2 separate regions of the Mus musculus genome follow, and region 1 is linked to region 2. The links are chromatin contacts, called in public HiChIP or PLAC-seq maps. All regions are on one chromosome and are shown on one strand. Each heading gives the region's core, a stretch centred on a gene start, on an enhancer-like site or on the middle of the called end of the contact. The rest is flanking DNA. Distances are from core to core; before and after follow the strand shown.

The links. HiChIP or PLAC-seq counts read pairs in DNA pulled down with a chosen protein or histone mark.
Region 1: a CTCF HiChIP or PLAC-seq map of the NIH/3T3 cell line shows a contact between it and region 2, with 40 read pairs. The contact joins two enhancer-like sites. A contact is called at or near these places in 3 of 39 promoter capture datasets (the 3T3-L1 cell line, the C10 cell line and hippocampal neurons), 4 of 15 datasets of contacts at CTCF or cohesin (the NIH/3T3 cell line, embryonic stem cells and stem cell-derived epiblast-like cells), 27 of 484 Hi-C or Micro-C datasets (the 3T3-L1 cell line, 3T3-L1-derived adipocytes, the C2C12 cell line and 13 more), 21 of 115 datasets of contacts at active chromatin or transcription factors (the NIH/3T3 cell line, astrocytes, cardiomyocytes and 12 more) and 1 of 9 other capture datasets (adipose tissue).

What each region holds. Positions count from the first base shown.
Region 1 is chr4:57,929,709-57,932,752 of GRCm38.p6, reverse strand. No RefSeq gene overlaps it. Among named protein-coding and RNA genes, the nearest start is that of Gm52700, 6.4 kb to the right of the region's middle. Within about 2 kb of position 1,767, at least 39 of the 459 cell types and tissues checked have an H3K27ac peak or open chromatin away from gene starts, as enhancers often do.
Region 2 is chr4:57,674,018-57,677,010 of GRCm38.p6, reverse strand. The region is part of intron 4 of Pakap (paralemmin A kinase anchor protein); the gene reads right to left. Among named protein-coding and RNA genes, the nearest start is that of Gm52699, 53 kb to the right of the region's middle. Within about 2 kb of position 1,465, at least 95 of the 459 cell types and tissues checked have an H3K27ac peak or open chromatin away from gene starts, as enhancers often do.

The sequences.
Region 1 (3,044 bases), core at 518-3,017, 260 kb before region 2:
GTGGAATGAAAAAGTCAGCATAGGAACTTTGGGAAGGTCATGAAACACTCACCCCTCCAGAAGGGAGAAGCTAATTAGCATTTCTCAGACCACAGGGTGGGAATGGACCTGCGGGTGGGACACATTCCACAGGGCTGACCATCGCTCGCCTTCAGACAAGGGAAGTCCTTGTCACCTCATTCCCTAAAGACCAACCAGTTTAAAGGGTGCACTGTTCTGCCAATCATATTGTGCCTAGTTGCTGACACTCTGTTCTGCCCCTGGAAAACTCACTGAATGGGTGCTGGGGGTCGCCGCCTCTCCATCAGGTCTGGGACAACCCCAGCGCACTGGAACAATAAATTCCTCTTGCTTTTTGCATCGATCCTGGCTCCAAGTGGTTCACTCAGGGGGTCCCTGGTAAGCCAAGGCTTCCTGGAGTCTTACGTGAAAGAGAAGGCAGAAATATTCTAAGAGGCAGAAGTGATGGATTACTCCAAGGAAACAATGTCTTTCAGGCGCAACAGGATATATGAATTCAGATACTGTGGCAGCATGCACAAGAGCTTCACAGATTCAAATCAGATGAAATCCCAGCACTGAAAGGAGGAAGTGGACACAAGCTCCGATTCCAACCAATAAATTATATGCAATTGACAGCCACTGGTAAAAGGAAAATTTATTGTTTCCAATGGAGTGTTACTTGGAATATCAACTACACTCCAGGGCAGGACCCCATGCCTAGGAACAGTGGCCAAAATAAAAGAAATGTCATGTGGATTTTTTGTGTGTGCATACTTCATTTTGTTTTGTTTGAGCTGTTTTTGTTTTTTGTCTTTTGTCTTATTGGTCTATTGCTTGTTTGTGTTAATTTTCCTTTTTGGGGGGACTTTTTTCCAGAGAGAGAGAGAGAGAGAATATAAAGTTAGGAAGTGGGGGGAGATCTGGGAGGACTAGAAGGAGGAGAAAACATGATCAAAATACTGTATAAAATTTTAATTAAAACAAAATAATAAAAAAAAGAAGTATGTCCTTCGAGGATGCAAGCAGATTGGGAAACTTGCCTTGAATGATGTAAGGACTCCAAAAGTCTACACAGGTCCCAGGTTAAACCCCAAAGTCAGAGACAAAGAACAGAGCAGTAGATTCTAACATCCTTGTGCATCTGAGCAGAAAGTACAATGAAGAGAACTCTCCAAGCAAGCTGTTCCCACATCCAAAACTCCCCAGATGCCGATATGGCTGAGTATTAATGTGCTTTCTTATGGTCAAATAAAGCTACAGATCTGCACAGCCAATGTTTGGCTCATGTTAGGACTGGGCACTTTCAATCGATTCTCCTGGAGTTTCATGCACACATGGAGATCTATGCACACGTTCACATGCCTACAGAGCAAAGGACTAACAGAGCAGAGGACTTGGAAAGCAAAAGCTCACAGCCTGAATAACAAGACAGCACAAACTTACAGGTCAGAGGGGGTGAGTCAAGTTCAAGCTGAAAGTCTGTGCAGTTGGATGACCCTTGCTTCCCTGAACCAGTGTGAAAGTTCAGAGTTCAGGGATGCATGCACACAGTCTGGGTCCTATATGAAGACAGAGCCAAGGACCCTGGGCAGAGAATTGAGGAAGATGCAGACCCCAAGGGATCCCTTCTCTTCTTCCTCCCCCTAGCCCCAGAAATACCTGTAATGTAAACAGACAAAACATTGCTCTAAAGGAAAGCAAGCAGCATGACAAAGAACCACTTCAATACTTGAGCGGCTCTTGGTTTCCACTGCACTTTGGCAAGTTTCGAAAGTACTCATGACTGGGCCCTACTGCCCTCTCCTGTGATCTGAAGAGAGGTCACATGAACCCAGAACACTTCATTTTTTAGAGACACTCGTCAGATGATTCTTTTCATAAGTTTTTATTTTTTGGTTTTGAGACAGGGTCTGTTGTGGTTTGAACATGACCCGTTCCCTATAGACTCATGTGTGGGAACACCTGATTCTCAGCAGCTGGGGACGTTTGAGAAGGTTGTGAAACCTTTTGGCACATGGAGCCTTGATGGAGGAAGTACAACAATGAGAACCAGCTTCCTGTGATCCCTCTCTGCTACTGCAGTGTGACAGACTGGCTGCTTGCTCCTGTCACCCAGTGCTCCCAACCAAGAGACTTATGCCCTATTGCTGCCACCCCACCCCCACCCTCATCTCTCAGTTTTTTTGAAACAGGGTTTCTCTGTGTAGCCCTGCTGTCCTGGAATTCACTCTGTACATCAGGCTGGCCTTGAACTCATAGAGCTCTGCCTGCCTCTGCCTCCTGAGTGCTGGGATTAAAGGCATGCGCCACCACTGCCCGGCTGAGCCTTTCTCTCTTAAATTACTTTTGTTAGGTTACTTTGTCATCACAGCAGAAAAGTAGCTAAGGCAGATCTCTCCAGCCCAGAACTTAATGTGCTACTTAGGTTAGTTTTAAACTCACAGCAATTCTCCTGACTCAGTCTTCCTAGCACTGGGCATGAGCCACCATCATAACTCTTTTGGTTGGTGGTTGGTTGGTTAGTTGGTTGGATGGTTGGTTGGTAGGTAGGTTGGTTGGTTGGTTGGCTCTGTTTTGGTTATTAAGTAAACAGTAGAAAATTGTCCCTCACTTTCCTCACAGCTCTGAGTGTTCCATAGGACATCTTCTCGAGGGCTTCCTTGTATGTTGGTTGGTTGGTTGGTTTGTGTTTTGGTTTGATTTTGAGACAAAGTCTCCTACAGTGTATGTAGGCTTCCGTCAAATTCACTTTGTGGCTGAGGTTGATTTTCCACTCCTGATCTTCCCGCTTCCACAGGTCAAGTGCAGGGGCTGCAGGTATGAGCCACCAGGCCCAACTTAAGTGGTTCTTAACACTCAGTCCAGATTGAGAATCCCGCACTAATGTGAAACCCTTACCCTTACTAGTAAAGCCGTGGCCGTCTGACTATCGCTAAGACAAAGGGTAGATCTCCAGAACGTGGGCCCAAACGCCGTGGCCGTCTGACTATCGCTAAGACAAAGGGTAGATCTCCAGAACGTGGGCCCAAACGTCCGGGAGA
Region 2 (2,993 bases), core at 216-2,715:
GCAACCACATGGTGGCTCACAACCATCTGTAATGGGATCTGATGTCCTTTTCTGGTGTGTGTGAAGACAGCTACAGTGTACTCACAAAAATAAAACAAATAAATCTAAAAATAACAAAAAAGAATTATATTTTGAAAAGACCGATTCAGGGCTGGAGAGATGGCTCAGTGGTTGGGAGCACTGGCTGTTCTTCCAGAGGGACCCAGATTCAATTCTCTGTACCCACCTAGTGGCTCACAATCATCTTGAATGCCAATTTCAAAGGATCCTTGTCTGGTCTCTGTGGGCACACACACACACACACACACACACACAGCATCCATTCATACACACTCATTTAAATAAAAACAATTTAAAATAAAGATTAAAAAAAGACTTTGACTCTTTCATTGAAAGAAATATGATTATTTAGTGCCCCACAAAAGTGGTGGTAAAAAACAGCTAATGTTCTCTGAATATTTATCATGAGCTAGACCGTATAGGATGGATACACATGGTGCAGTGTTTTACCATTATAACCCACACCTGCCTGAGGCTGAGATTGAGGCTGGCAGAGGCTAAACTGCTATGCGCCGCCATCCATAAGACCTAGAGCTGGGTTTGTTGGAGCCTGGAAAATCAACCTCCACTCAATGTAATCCCATTTCCTAAGAAGAAGTGGAGCATTCCTGTTGTAAAGATCTACATGACTTCCTCACTTTGGGATAGAAGTGGGTCTTTCCAATTCTTTAAAGACACAGAACTGTGCTGGTTGAAGGGGAGAGCTAATTGGAACCTCTGCCCACACCATCTCCTGCCTCCGCTTGGCTGTTCATTGGAGCACAAGTAGATTTGGGTACAACTCCACCTTGGAAGCATGAACAGTGTGGTGCTATGGCTCCACAGTGCATGGAAGAGTGTTCGTCCACAGCCAGAGTTCACATTGCACTGCTGAAAGATGCTTTGAGCAAGGAGCCCTTTCTTCCTGTGTCCATGGGCACCATGGGGTTCCATGAGTCACCCAACCTGCTGCCCAATAAACAGGGCCTCTGCCATTTGATACCCTAGAAGGGAGGATGTCGACCCTTCAAAAAGCATAGAGGACATTGTACCTGCGACAGAGACTCAGAAAGTGGTTAGAGTTGGGGGTGGGGGAAGGAGATAGGAGGGTTAGGTAAATCCAAACAGACCTTTCCGAAGGAAACTTAGTCAGAGCTTTTGGGTGTTCCTAACCATGTTTTCCGTGCTTGACATCACTAGGTGACAGCCCTTTTTCAGTGGAGAAGTTTGTCTCTCTGCTGGGACAATTCCAAAGTTATTCTAAGAGTTCCTGCACGGTGCAGATCAAGCCAATCAGGAAGCTCCTCCGAATGGGCTCAGCCCAGCGGGCTGTTTCCCTGCTCCAACACTTCCTGGCATTGTTCTCCGGCTTATTCTCAGAGGTGAAACTCTGGGCCCCGCCCCTTGCTCGCGGAAGCTGCGGGCTTGTGGCCCAGCTGTGGCCCAGCTGTGGGTGACCCCGTACGAGGCTCAGGGACCAGACACCAGGCAAGGGGGGCGGGGGGGAAGCCTGTAATGAAACGAGTTCCTAGCCCGGGTGAGCAAAGCAGAAATGATAACAGGCAAAGTGCCTGAAAAGCAGGAGGCTCTGGGATCCTGAGAGACGATTCTGGAAGAGTCAGCATCATTCATTAATGTTTACCGAGTGACTGCGGAGGTTGGGGGTAGGAATTGCTGCGGGGTCTCCACATAAGAGAACCCCATCCTCTGATGAGGAAGGCGGCTTTAACGGTTGTGACATAGCACTTAGCAGAGCTATAAAATCCCAGTTATGGAATGTTGGACGCTATGTCTCAGTTAGGGTTTCTGCTGCTGTGATAAAACTCCAGGACAAAAAAAAAAAAAAAAAACAGCTCGGGGAAGAAAGGGTTTACTTTAGTTTACACTTCCAGTTGCTAGTACACTGTTGAGGGAAGTCAGGGCAGGAGCTCAAGCAGGGTAAGGCTGGATTCAGGAACTCAAGCAGAAGCCATGGAAGACCACTGTTTACTGGCTTGCTTCTTTCTCATGCATGGCTCACTCAGCCTGCCTTCTTATAGCACCCAGGACCACCAGCCATGATTCCACATTGATCTGGCCCCTCCTACATTATTCATCAAGCAAGAAATGCATATGGGAGAGAACCCACAGGCCAGCCTGATCAGGGCATTTCTTAATTGAGGGTCCTTCTTCCAAAATGTCAGCTTGTGTCAAGTTGACATGAAACGAGGCAGGACATGCTTTAGCTACCCAAACAAGGACAGGACAGAATTTCACAATCTTGATGCCTAGAGTAAGATCTTACGGGAGGAGAAAAATCACCGAGGCACAGATGTGTTTAGGAGTCCTGGCAGCCAATGAAGAGTGAAGGCGCAAGTGGGAATGAGAATCTCAGAAGGGGTGAACTACATCCAGCTTTCAGAACAGGAACAGGAAGTGACGGGGTGGGGGTGGGGTTAAGGGAAGGAGGTTGATCCTGAAAGGCAAGTCGTGGCGGTGGGAGCTGCAGAGAGCTCAGCAGTTAAGAGTGAGGATTCAAGTTCAGATCCAAGCACCCAAGTTAGAAGGCTCACAAACACTTGGAACTCCAGCTTCAAAGAATCCCACACCCTTTCTTGGCCTCTGTTGGCTCCTGCGCACACATGTCCACAAGCACTCACACAGACACATATATACATACATGTAAACTTTAAAAAAAAATTAAAAGAAGTGATTGGATCGACTATGTTCTAGAAAGACTGTGCGGAACCAAATGTGGTATGAGCCATAGTGGAAAACAAATAGTTTTATTTGCTGTCGTTATAATGGCATTGGTGACTTCCTAACCAAATGCTGTGCGCTACAGTGGCCCACAGGCTGGGGGGGTGGGGGGGGGGCAGAAGAGATTAAGCATCATTCAACTGTGAGACTGTGCCTAAAAATGAATGGGGTTGCCCAGTGTCTAGAATTTGTGTGTGTTCAGCAAGACCTTGGCT